Linked DNA regions of Mus musculus: regions 1 and 2 are each linked to region 3. Evidence: chromatin contacts called from public Hi-C data. All regions are on one chromosome and are shown on one strand. The core of a region is the stretch at or near the end of the contact, and the rest is flanking DNA. Distances in the headings are between cores, read along the strand shown. Region 1 holds the start of Dmac2l (distal membrane arm assembly complex 2 like). Region 2 overlaps Sos2 (SOS Ras/Rho guanine nucleotide exchange factor 2). Region 3 overlaps Nemf (nuclear export mediator factor).

Evidence for each region. A called contact is a pair of places that touch in the nucleus more often than the background predicts.
Region 1: a Hi-C map of bone marrow-derived macrophages shows a contact between it and region 3, with 18 read pairs. The contact joins the promoter of Dmac2l here to the enhancer-like site in region 3. A contact is called at or near these places in 10 of 39 promoter capture datasets (the 3T3-L1 cell line, 3T3-L1-derived adipocytes, the C10 cell line and 6 more), 1 of 484 Hi-C or Micro-C datasets (bone marrow-derived macrophages), 6 of 115 datasets of contacts at active chromatin or transcription factors (astrocytes, bone marrow-derived macrophages, embryonic limb bud and 3 more) and 3 of 9 other capture datasets (adipose tissue, liver and pancreatic islet).
Region 2: a contact with region 3 is called in a Hi-C map of bone marrow-derived macrophages, with 27 read pairs. The contact joins two enhancer-like sites. A contact is called at or near these places in 3 of 15 datasets of contacts at CTCF or cohesin (the NIH/3T3 cell line, large pre-B cells and pro-B cells), 1 of 484 Hi-C or Micro-C datasets (bone marrow-derived macrophages) and 3 of 9 other capture datasets (adipose tissue, liver and pancreatic islet).

Annotation. Positions count from the first base shown.
Region 1 is chr12:69,721,762-69,726,212 of GRCm38.p6, forward strand. It overlaps Dmac2l (distal membrane arm assembly complex 2 like), which reads left to right and starts at 3,184. Exons shown (of 5, transcript NM_026536.2): 1 at 3,184-3,253. It overlaps L2hgdh (L-2-hydroxyglutarate dehydrogenase), which reads right to left and starts at 3,113. Exons shown (of 10, transcript NM_145443.2): 1 at 2,893-3,113; 2 at 317-432. The coding sequence starts at 3,035.
Region 2 is chr12:69,644,292-69,648,451 of GRCm38.p6, forward strand. All of the region lies in intron 4 of Sos2 (SOS Ras/Rho guanine nucleotide exchange factor 2), which reads right to left. Among named protein-coding and RNA genes, the nearest start is that of Gm31679, 21 kb to the left of the region's middle. Within about 2 kb of position 2,395, at least 28 of the 459 cell types and tissues checked have an H3K27ac peak or open chromatin away from gene starts, as enhancers often do. A contact at or near this core is called in bone marrow-derived macrophages, where this site is marked.
Region 3 is chr12:69,328,974-69,333,265 of GRCm38.p6, forward strand. Nemf (nuclear export mediator factor) reads right to left here. Exons shown (of 33, transcript NM_025441.3): 17 at 2,899-3,002; 18 at 2,115-2,177. Among named protein-coding and RNA genes, the nearest start is that of Nemf, 26 kb to the right of the region's middle. Within about 2 kb of position 2,383, at least 26 of the 459 cell types and tissues checked have an H3K27ac peak or open chromatin away from gene starts, as enhancers often do. A contact at or near this core is called in bone marrow-derived macrophages, where this site is marked.

The DNA of each region.
Region 1 (4,451 bases), core at 1,934-4,433, 390 kb after region 3:
GCATCACTAAGGACAATCCTAGAAGCTGATTGGATGGATGAGAACAAACCTGAGGAGCACTATGCTATTCCCTGGAGGCCTCCCTGGGGGTCTCCAGCCCCAGGAGGAGGTGGACCCTCCTGTGGATTTCCCCCCCACCCCCTCCCTTCTTCCTACCATCTCATATAATCCCTCAAATAAACCACCTCCTCTCAAGCCCTTGCCCCAGACTTTGCTTTCAAGAGAACACAAAATGAGACACTAACATCCACATTTTTCATAACTGATTCAGCCTGACAAAATAAGCAGGTTCCCAGCAAGCTGAGGGCATACATACCTAAATCTTTCTCCTTTTCCACCACACCAATCGAAAGTCCAGGATGTTTCAGGATGAGCGTTCTGGCAGAGGCAAGGCCCACAATTCCACCTCCAACGATGACTATATCAAAAGAGCTTTAAGAGAAAGCAAGCTTTAAGAATTTCAATTTAGGAGCTGGAGAGATGGCTTGGGGGTTAAGAGGCCTGGCTGCTTTTCCAGAGATCCTAAGTTCAATTTCCAGCAACCACACGGTGACTCACAACCATCTGTAGTGGGGTCTGCTTTTGGCTTCTGATGTGCATGAAGATGGAGCATCCACATATTTATGTTTATAGACCTCACCAAACTTCACTTGCATAATTCTCATTAGGGAGCAATTAAAGTACTAATTTATAACATGTCATTTATGTATTATATGACACATATCTCATTACATAGCACATACCATTTATACTATCATTTGCCCTTTGCCCTCCCAGACAGAATCAGATACTTAAGTTCTGCTGGGACCATAGTCTCTGCATATGAACCTTCTTCAGCTTCACTCTGATCATGATGGAGCTTTTATCATAGGCTCCTGGGTGGCAGGGAAGGAGTCAGGGGAACCATGGATGAAAGTGAACCAAAGGATGGTGAGGGTGGAGGCCTCCTACATGAGACAACCAGCAGATAGATGCCTCTACCTGAGGATAGGTTATGGGAGGATAGGTTATGGTCAAGGTTTTCTCTCCAGAGATGCTTTCAGAGGCCCATAGACCTTAGCACAACCAATCATGTTATAGGCACCATCCTAAGCTTAGAACCTAGCATGGAGGCCCCCAAACCTGCCAAAATGGGAACACAGACCAAATCCAGCAAAGACCTAGTCCACAGTTACAGGATCCAGGAAAGTCCCTAAACCTTACTTTTTGGCTGGTATCACTGCTGACTATTAGAAAGCCAGCACTTGGCAGATACTGTTCATTCATGTTGCTACCAGGGCAGCTGCTATAGCCCAGTGTCTGGCAGAGCTGTGGGCAGCTGTCAGGGCTCGTCTTTGGTGATCCTCAAAAGCTCACTAATAACCGGGCCCTGACACCTTAGAGGGCACCCGTGTCCAGGCCCACAATAGAGCATTTCTATGCCCAAACTGAGATTACACAAAATATGATTAAACTGTATAGAGCTATACACAGAACACAGAATGCACATAAATTTGGTAAAACCTGAATGTGTGCATTGTATCAACATTAACACCAAGGCAAATGGTGGGACAGGAGGAAGGTGACATAAAACCATTCTATAATTTTTGCAACTTTCTATAGGTCTACAATTGTTTCAAAATAATCAGTATTTTAAAAACTGGGATAAGAAAATGGTTAATTGGCAAAGTGCTTGCCATACAAGTGAGGACTTGAGTTTGTACCCAAAGCACCTTTATGTAAGGGCATTCCTTGTTCAACCCATGTAACCTTGGGATCAGGGGCAGGGAGACAGGCAGATCCCTCGTGCTTACTGAGCAACCAACCAATCACCTCAAGAGACCCTATCCCCCACCCCATCCCTCTCCTGCCCCGAGGCAGTGGAGGCAAACACCTTTAATCCCTGCAGACACTGAAGATCTCTGAGTTCAAGGACAGCCTGGTCAACAAGATAGCCAGGATACAAAGAGAGACCCCATGTGGAAAAAGCAAGTGACAGATAGAAACACACACACACACACACACACACACACACACACACGGAGGGGGAGGGAAAAAGGGAGGGGGACAGGGAGAGGGAGAGAAATTGGGAGAGATCCAGTCTCAAAAGTTAAGGTGGCGCAGGTTGGGTGGCACGTGCCTTTAATTCCTGCACTAGGAAAGGAGTGGCAGGTTGATAGCTTGAGGCATTAGAGGCCAGCCTGATCTACACCGGAGTCATAGGACAGCCAAAGGAAAACAAACCAGTACCGTTTAACATGCTTTAAACGCGTCTTAAACAAAAACACTGCCCCTCTCCAGGGTCGTGCCACACCTCGGTCTGCCACTAAATCCATTCGCATGGTCTACCTTGTCTCAAACAATCAAAAGCTCCCCCACCCCCACCCCTCCACCCCGCCCTTAAAGCTTTCACACCGAACACTGTATTTGCCAGCTTTCCTAGGCAGCTCACAGTAGGCAACTGAGTTGCTTCTAGTGAGGACAACTCTAGTGTGTGCAAGGAACTGACCCACAGAAGCCAAGTTCTGGATTTTCCAAGCAACACAGGGGATGATAGTTAAGAAGCTGCATACTTATTGGCAGTGTGCTAGGTCTTTTAATCTTCAAAGTGACCACCTAGGGGCCAGACTAGGATCCTAGTCACCAGTCACCCTTTAGAGTGGTTAAGAAATGGAGAGGAGTTGTGTATTCGGAGCCAGATTAGCTCCGGACCTCAACTCAACACTGCCTTTCCTATGGCGCACAAACGCAGTGGACGAACCCTGCGGGTCAGCAGCTCCTGGGATTCGAGGCTGGACCACAGAATCAGGACTTCCTCGCCGGGGACAGAGACATCGAGTCGGGGGACACAGACAGGTTCAGTTGGAGATCCCTGAGCGGAACAGCAAGTGCAGGCCGCCGCCTCTCACTTACCTGGTGCTGGAGCTTCTGCGGCCACCCCCGCACAGTAGCCCGGGCACCCCGGACGCCGGTCCACTTGCGCGGAGGAAGCCCCCAGCCACGCAGTACCGGGCCAGTCCGCAGACACCGCCTACGTAGCGCAGGGTCGGCCACATGGCCTGCGCCACCTCCCCTCCCTCCACCCCAGCACCCGCAACCTGAACGGACTCTAAGGGTGAAGCGCGCCGCTCTCCAGCCCCGCCCCCAGACGAGAGCCAATGAAACACGCGCGTTTGCCTGACGTGGGCGTGGTCTCCGCTGGCCAATGAGCGAGCGCCGTGGAAGGAAAAGACCGAGGGCGAAGGGCCGGCCAGGCGCAGGGACGCAGCACGCCGTGAGTAAGAGGAGCTAGGGCGAAGGCGGGGACCGGGTGGTGGTTCCACTCTCCGGGACCTCCGCCCGCACAGGCTTGACTGGACGCCGGCGCTGTTCCGCCAGAGAAGGCTGGGCATGTCGGGGTGACCCCTGGCTCCTGCGGCCTCTCCTTCGGCCACGCCTCCTGGTCGGTTGGCGACGCTGTGGCCCGGGAGCTGGGGACTAAGCCACCTCCTGCCGCTCCCTGTCACTACCCTGCTGATTGCCCGCAGGTTTCTGGGCCCTTCATGGGGCTCCTGGTTGGTTGTTCATTCAACCACTGACTCAGCTTGTAAATATCGGGCGCTGAGCTAGGCGCTGGATGAAAGTAGACGGCTCGGTCTCTGTCGTCATTTAGTGTTGTTTTTTTGGTTTCTATTATTGACTTGTATATGTGCCTATGCGAGCTTATTGCAACAGGTATGTGCAGGAGTTTGTGAGACCAGAAAGGGGAGTACAGGATCGCCTGGAACTGGAAATTCTGAGCTGCCATGTGGGTGCTGGGAATCTAGGCCCTCAGGTAAGACCAGTTAACAGTCTTAACCATAGAGCCATCTCTCTAGCCCCAAACTTTTCTTTATTAATTTACATCTCTGCCCCAGCTTCCCCTTCCTTCTCTCAGGCCTTCCTGACTAAGCCAGCTCAGTCAACAGGTTCTCCAGGGAGGGATGAAAAAATTGAAAAGAAAAAGACAATTAGACAGTACTATTAACATAACCCTAGCCCGTTCTGAGGTTGAAGCAAGGTTATTTTTCCTCCAGTCAGTCTGCTTTTATACAATTCTAAGTACATGCAAAGAATAAGGTCAGTCCTAAGTCATAAACAGAGTTAAGGAACAAAGCCTAAACAAAGGTGCCATGATAGTTGTATTCAGAGTCTTATCAAGACCCATCAAAATACAAAATAACTCTGTCCTCAGCTGTGTTCATCTTGAGCCTACTTCCCAGTCCTGGCCCAACCTCAAATTCTTGCCAAATTTTTAAAAGCAGGCATCCAAAGCGCTGTAGCCTTCTTCTCACTATCGACCCCACCCCCACCCACCCACTTAGGAAAAGGGGCAGCCTCCTATGGATATCAACCAGCCACTGTATGTGACGTTGCATAAGACTAGACACATTCTCTCCTCTTGAAGCTAGACAGGGCAGCCCAGTAGGAGAAAAGGGTCCCAAAGGCGGGCT
Region 2 (4,160 bases), core at 1,145-3,644, 320 kb after region 3:
CGATTTCCAAGACAAACATGAAGCTATCTTGGGAATTTCAGTTAAACCTTCTATCAAAATAAAAGAAAAAGGACTAGCGATGTGACTCTGCTGCAGAGCTTGCTTAGTGTGTGCTGGCTCAATTCCTAGTATTACAAACAAACAAGTGATGGATGGATGGATGGATGGATGGATGGATGGATGGATGGATGGATGGATGATAGAGAGAGAGGGAGGGAGGGAGGAGGGGGGCACTGAAACAGACACAATATTACCATGCAAGGAAAAGACAGATAACCCAATTCCTACCATTAGGCTAACAAGTTAAACTTCCCCAGAGAAGCACCCTCCCTCTCTCCCATGGGAAGCAGCAATCTCCCTTAGCATACGTTCCGCTCTCAGGGTATAAACCCTTTCCTCAGTAGTGACCGTTACTACTGAGATGGGATTGTTCTCAGTAATCTGATGTGCAGAACACTTTGTAACAGTCAAATACGACTTTTATTTTTAAATGTAAAAAATATGTTCTCTTTTTTTTGTCTAGAAAATTAAACATCTTTAGAAATCAACGGATTTCTCGAATGGTTATTAAACATATGGTCTATGAGCTCTTGGAACCCATTTAGATTTATAGATCATTCCGTGTCAAATACTCTCATTAACTCATTCCCATCACCAGAATCACAAATACAGTTATTTGCATGTTTAGCTAAGCACATGACTGTCTCTTGTGACAAACAAGAGACTGTGAAAAGGAAGTCTGAAACCGGGATCAGCAAACTACAGTATACATGCCAAATCCTGCCCACTCTCTATTTTCATGAAGTTTACTGGCACACAGCCCATGCTCATTTGTTTATAGCTATTTTTGCTACCAGAGTAGAAATGAGCAGTTGCAAGTGAGCCTGCAACAGCTACCACCTCCCTTTTGTGGGTTCTCGGGGTTGCTGCTGTTTTATCATTCTGAAACAGAGTACTAACACTCAGCCTGAAGTTAGCTGAGACCTGGCTGTGGACAATAGGTTGTCCTTACTTGCAGCAATCCTCCTGTCTATGGCCCCTGAGTGCTCATATTACAGGTGTGCACCATCATACCCAGTTTTTGGCTGGCTCTTTAAGTACATCCTGCTCTTGAAGTGGACACAAGGTAAAACAAGAAAAGTGGTATGTTTTAAACCTAGATGGAAGTCTTTAATTTGTTTAAAATCCTATTCTTTAGCCAGACAATGGTGGCTCATGCCTTTAATCCCAGCACTTGGGAGGCAGAGGCAGGCGGATCTCTGAGTTCGAGGCCAGCCTGGTCTACAAAGTGAGTTCCAGGAACAGCCAGGGCTACACAGAGAAACCCTGTCTCGAAAAACCAAAACCAACCAAACAAACAAAATCTTAATCTTTTTAGATATTTTTATTGGGCAATTTAAGTTTCTCAAACTTATCTATACTTTCAAAAGCTGGATAGGATAACTAAAATGAATTCGAGAATTTGATTTTTTAAAGTATCTTGATTGTGATAACTTTAGAAACAATATGAAAATTTCTGTGGTTAAATTTGAGTTATGCTGATAAATGTTTAAATCTATAGCATGAGTTGAAGAAATCAAAACCAAAGAGTATCTCAGTTAGAAAAGTCCTAAGGAATTCAGATGTCTGCCACCTGGAGTAAGCAGGGTGACAACGGACGGAAAAAGTTAAACTCAAACTGTCACTGAGGGCAGGTAACATCAAGGAGCGGCCATGTGGTAGTCAGTCACTACCATCCCTCAGGGACTGTTCCTGTCAGCTGTACTTTACTCTCAAAATCACTCAGAATGCGATGGGGTACTTCATACTATTCTTCTACCTTTTCTATCAGCTTAAGTCACTTTCAAAGTAATAAAAAGTATGTAAGCTTGATCTTAGAAGTCAATATAAAAATGACAAATTTCTACAATGAAATGAAAGTGGAAAAACTCAGTTTTTAAATTACAGAGTAATAGATCTCAACTACAGTTAAAAAAATAGTTTTTCCAAATAATACTGCAGCTTGGGAGTCTAACTCAGGCTATTTAAAGCTCTGCAAACACCAGTGTTCTCTAAAACTTCCTAGTGAGTCTCACGTGCAGCCAAGGCTGACAACCCCCAGTGTGTACTGGGCCAGGTGCTGATTACTGCCTCTGTACCCTGGATCCACTGGTACACTGTTTACGTCACACTGTCCTGAGTTCCTTGTCTGCGACATTCCATCTCCCACTAGCACACACACCCTTAACATGGGGGCTTCTGCTATCTTCCCCAGTGCTGTGCTTCCCTTGTTCAGGACCAAGCTCTTCCAACGGTGCTCAGAAGATGAGAAATAGGAGGAGGACAAAGAGCAAGGGAAGGAAGAGGAAGGAGGAACGGAAGACTGCCTGTTCCTCAAGCAGCCCTTAGGAACAGGAAGGATGACTCTGTAATCAGAAGAACGGCAACAGAGTAATCAGAGGGCAGGAGCTTTGTTCTGAGCGGTGCCCAGGTCCTACCAAACTGTCTTAAGATAGCAAAGCATGGTCTTCAAAGTTACTAATACTTAAAACTCCAGAAACAGCTCTGTGTGTTCCCTTTGTAAAAATAAAAGACTCGGGCATGTGTAATGGCTCATGTCTAGAAATCCCAGCCCTCCAGAGGCAGGAGGAGCTCATGACTGACACCAGACTAGGCAGCCTGAGTTATATAGTGATACCCTGTCATTAAAAAGCAGGAAAGGGAAATAACTGAATAAAATAAACATTACTTAAAACTACCTTTCACCAACTGATTGGATAGATCCCGACACCTCAACCCTCCTGTATACAAAGCCTCCTGATGGAAACGGAGAACTCTCCTCCCTGCCATGATGCTCAACTCTAGAAATTCCAGATTCTGCAAAACCAGTAATTTTCTGTCTTCCAGCATCAGGAATTACAAAAGTTACTAATATACTGCATGGCATGAATATACACCCCTTCAAGCCCAATAACTGGGAGGCAAAGGCAGGGGAACTTCTATGAATTCAAGATCAGCCTGGCCTACGAAACAAGTTTCAGGCCTGCTGGGGATGCATACTGAGACAATGGCTTTAAAACAAAAAGCAATAACTGGGGCTGGAGAGATGGCTCAGTGGTTAGGAACACTGACTGTTCTTCCAGAGGTCCTGAGTTCAACTCCCAGCACCCACATGGTGGCTCACAACCATCTGTAAAGTGATCAGGTGCCCTCTTCTGGTATGTCTGAAGTCAGCTACAGTGTACTTATATACATACATATACATAAATAATCCTTAAAAACAAAAAGGAGAAGAAAGAAAGGGAGCCCTCCATTAAAAAAAAAAAAGCAATAAGCTAGTTTCTTCATGTACTGAAAACCTGAGGCCCAGTGTGATGGTGCGTGCTGATGGTGCATGCTGATGGTGCATGCTGATGGTGCATGCTGATGGTGCATGCTGATGGTGCGTGCTGATGGTTGTAGCATATTAGAGCCTAAATCAGAAGGATTTTAAGGGTGGTCTCAGCTATACAGTGAGTTCAAGGCCAAGCTGGGCTACTCAGTGAAATGTGTCTCAAATAAGCAGAGCAAGGGAGATGCCTGAGCAAGTAAAGATGTGTGTTACCAAGCCTGGTCCCCTGATCCCTGGTGGATGGAGACAGGATGCCTGAGAGGTGTCACCAGCTTCCACAGGTGCACTGTGTGCGTGTGTAAAAACAATTCCCAAATAAATAGCATGGATAAATGTAAAGAAACCGAAGGCAGAGCTCAGTGGCAAAGCGCCTGTCAGGCACATGCAGAGCCCTGGTTCTGATTCCTAGACCACAGAAGGGACTATTTATATCATGTTTCTAGTACTAGCTTTTACTCTATGTGAAATGTGGGAATTTAAAATATAAAAGTCCTGATAACCTTAAAAAAAGAAACTACCTTCATCACCGCTAATTTTAAGAGAAAAACTAAGCCGGGGTGGTGTCGCACGCCTTTAATCCCAGCACTCAGGAGGCAGAGGCAGGCGGATTTCTGAGTTTGAGGCCAGCCTGGTCTACAAAGTGAGTTCCAGGACAGCCAGGGCAGCCTGGTCTATAAAGTGAGTTCCAGGACAGCCAGGGCTACACAGAGAAATCCTGTCTTGAAAAAAGAAAAAAGAAAAAGAAAAGAAAAACTAATGGCATATAGAGTCACTACTTTTTAACACTTAC
Region 3 (4,292 bases), core at 1,133-3,632:
TTACAACCTGGTTTGTATCCATCTTAGGCTGTGTGGATATTGTTACTTGTTTATTGTGATTATAAAAGTTTGGTAATTTCCTTAGGTTTTTTTTTTTTAAAAATGTAAGAACAAGGGTGGGCCTGGTGGCAAACACCTTTAATATCAGCACTCAGGAGGCAGAGGCAAGTGGATCTCTGAGAATTGGAGGCTAGCCTAGTCTACATATTGAGTTCCAGGCCAGCTAAAGCTATACAGAGACCCTGTCTCCAAAAACAAAACACACACACACACACACACACACACACACACACACACACTCATATTCCCACACCAAACAACACCCGCACACACCCCCCCCCCGTGTGTGTCTGTGTCTGTGTGTGTGTGTCTACGATCATATTCTTTAGCTGTCAATTCAAGCATCTTGAATTTCATTTTATTACCATCTTAGTTTGGGTTTCTATTTCTATTACTGTGATGAAATGCTACAACACAAAAAAGCAACTTTGAGGAGGATCTGTGTGTTGCGAGAAGCCAAGAAAGAAACTCAAACCAGGCAGAAACCTGAAGGCAAAGCTAATGCAGAGGCAATGGAGTGTTGCTTACTGGCTTGCTCATCCTGGTTTACTCAGCCTGCTTTCTTATAGCATCAAGGGCCACCAGTCCAGGGCTATCCTGTCCCTACCCGAAACAGGTGGGACCCTCCCACATCGAACAACTTATTTTAAGACCAAAGATCTCATTACATAGTGTAAACTGGCCTGAAATGTGGTTATCCTCTGCCTCAGGCTCCAGAGTGCTAAGATAATAGATGTGCAGTTTCTGAGTCTAGGATTTTCTTTTCTTTCCTTTCTTTTTTGTTTTGTTTTTTTTTGTTGTTGTTGTTTGTTTTCCATACAGGGTCTCTCTGTGTAGCCTTAGCTCTCCTGAAACTTCCTCTGTAGACCAGGCTAGGCTTGAACTCACAGATACACAACTGTCTCCCGAGTACTGGATTAAACTTGTGTACCATTACTACCCAGCTGGGGTTTTCTTTATGAAGTATTTTTGAATATTTACTACCTAACTCAGTCTCTTTACTTGTTATGGATTTATTTCAATTTTCTATTTCTTCTATCATATAATCTATACTGAGAATGTTCTCTGTATACTTGTTAGGTGGTGTTCTAAAGATATTGCTAGGTTTAGATATCAATGTGTTCAAGTCTTCTATTTCCTTGTTAATTTACTGTTTTAATTATTCTATTCATGTTCAGTGTTAACATCTCAAAATATTATTGCATATACTTGTATCTACCCAACCCCCAACCCCATTACTGTCTGGTTTCCCCTCATATATTATAAATGCTGGACAAGTATGTTATGACTCTTACATTCATGCAATGTTCTTGTACCATTACATCTTTTTTCATCTTTTTTTGTTGTTTGCAGTACTGGAGACTGACTACTAATTCTTGATTATTGGTTACATTATATTTTCAGGGCCAAAAAAGAAAGCCCTGGGCGTGGTGGCGTATGCCTTTAATCCCAGCACTCAGGAGGCAGAGGCAGGCGGATTTCTGAGTTCGAGGCCAGCCTGGTCTACAAAGTGAGTTCCAGGACAGCCAGGGCTATACAGAGAAACCTTGTCTCAAAAAACAAAACAAAACAAAACAAAACAAAACAAAACAAAACAGCATATTTTCAGGGGCTAGAGAGATGGCTCAGCAGTTAAGAACTGACTGCTTATCCAGAGGTCCTGAGTTCAATTCCCAGCAACCACATAGTGGCTCACAACCATCTGTAATGGGATTCAATGCCCTCTTATGGTGTGTCTGAAAACAGCTGTAGTGTATTCATGTACATAAAATAAATAATTCTTAAAAAAAAAAAAAAAAAGAATGCTATAAAGAGGCCAGAGAAATGGCTCAGCAGTGAAGAATGCACACTGCTCTGGCAGAGGACCTAAGCTCAGTCCCAGAGCCCAACCCCTCCCTGACTCTGCTTCCGGGGAATCAACACTTTCTTCTTTTCTTCAGGATTCAACGGGCACTGCATGGATTACTTGTGTACATCCCCATAGACACACACATGCAAAAATAAAATATATTAAAAAAAAAAAAAGAAAATTCCAGACAATAGAAATATATTACCTGTCGGATTCTTAATTACACAGCTGGTAGCTCCATGAAGATCAGCATGCACATAAATGTCTCCTTAAATAAAAACAAAGTGAAATAATGATACTTTAAGTCCTTTTTCTTTTGTTTTGCTTTCTTACAAATGTTTTACTTTATTTTAAAATTTTATGTGCATAAATGTTCTGGCTGCAAATATGTGAGTGAAGCACCCGTATGCAATGCCTACAGAAGGAAGAAAAAGGAACTCGATCCTCTAGAACTGTGGTTACAGGGGGTTGTGAACCATTGTGCAAGTGCTAGGAACTAAACTCAGATCTGTTGCAAGAGACGTAAGTACTCTTCACTGCTGAGAAATCTCTCCAGCTTGCTTCCTTTCTTTTTTGAAATGGTCTCTTTATGCTACTTAAAGTGGTCCTCTAGACTTAGCCTCTTTAATGGCTCCAACTATAGGTATGCACTACACACCCAGCTTGAAGTCCTATTTGTAAACTGGAAAAATAGTCACAAATTATAGCACCAAAACATTAACCTTTAAAAAATGTGATCCACCATGACTGGAAACTATTTTGTAAATATAGCAGAAGATCAAAAGTCCAAAAAAACAGATTAGCATGGCAATACTACTTTTGATATACCCACTTAACAAAAAGTGGCAAAGACTTCAACAAAATGTAAGCCAAAAAGTGTTAAATCTCTAGTTAATTGTCAAGCAAGAGTAAAGGATAAAAACCAGTGCCTACTAGCAAAGCAACTGATACGCCGTTCAAGAGAAAATCTCATACGATTTTAATCTCACCTGGTGTCAAGTATCTTTTCACAATAATCTCATTCTGCTGCTGATCCCGACCACCTATGATTAAATAGTTCTCTGAACTAATGAACCACAGAAATTTCTCAAACCTATAGAAAGAAAACAAAGTTAACAATTTTTTTATATATATATAAAAAAAGGCCTGAATTCATACCATTTTCAAAACAAAATATAACAAAACAGGAAGTTGCCATGCCTGTATAGAACAAGATATCAGCAATTCTATGGCACAGCTACCATTCAAGCACAGGCAAATCTTACTAAAAACATGTAATACAGTTTTTACAATAGTCTTCCAAGAAATTAGATTCTGTCAGGACATAGTGGCACTTGCCAGTACTGGGGAGGCAGAGGTAAGAGAATCTCTGTGAGTTCTAGGTCACCCAGTGATACAATGAGACTCTGTCTCTGTCAGGGGGAGGGGCAGAAGAGGCAAAGATGGGGAAGAAGAGAAGCAGGAACTAAATTCTATAAAAAAAAAAGTTATCTCACTAGGAATTGTGGGTAAGACATACCGATGTTCCCAGCACTCAGAAGCTGAGGTTCAAGGGCAGCCAGCACAGCTATATATGAACTTAAGGCTAATCTAGGATATCAAACCAAGTCTCTCTCTCTGTCTCTGTCTCTGTCTCTCTCTCTCTCTGACACAGGGTTTCTCTGTGGTGTCACAGCTGTCCTGGAACTCATCCTGTAGACCCAGCTGTCCTCAAATTCAGAGATCTACCTTGCCTCTGCCTTCTAAGCGCCATGTACCACAAACTGCCCAGATATCCGTCTCTGTCTGTCTGTCTGTCTGTCTGTCTGTCTGTCTTTTGGGGGGGGGGACAGGGTTCCTCTGTGTAGTTTTGGCTGTCCTAGAACTCACTCTGTAGACAAGGCTAGCCTTGAACTCAGAAATCCCCCGGCCTTTGCCTCCCAAGTGTTGGTATCAAAGGCATGTGCCACCACTGCCTGGCCTATTTATTTCTTTAAAAAAATTTTTTAATTAGATGTGTATGTGACTATTTGCATATGAATATGTACACATAAAAGCAGGTGGAGCTGGAGTTAGAGAAGATTGTAAACTGCCTACTGTAAGGGCTTGAGAACTTCACTTCACTCTGGAAGAGTAGTACATAGTTCTGAACCACTAAGGCATGTATCTCTCCAGCCCCAAAATTATTTTACTTTATATAGGTAGCATTCTTAAACATAAGGATGGCAAAGCAATGAATTAACTATACAAATCAAAGGTACAAAATATCAAATGCCCAAAGATTCCGCTTTCTTTCATCAGGATACCAAATAGGTTCTGGACCACTGGTAAAGCAAGAAATTATTCCAGGTGGGATGGTACATACCTATAATCCCAGCACCTGGGAGGATGAGCCAAGAGAATC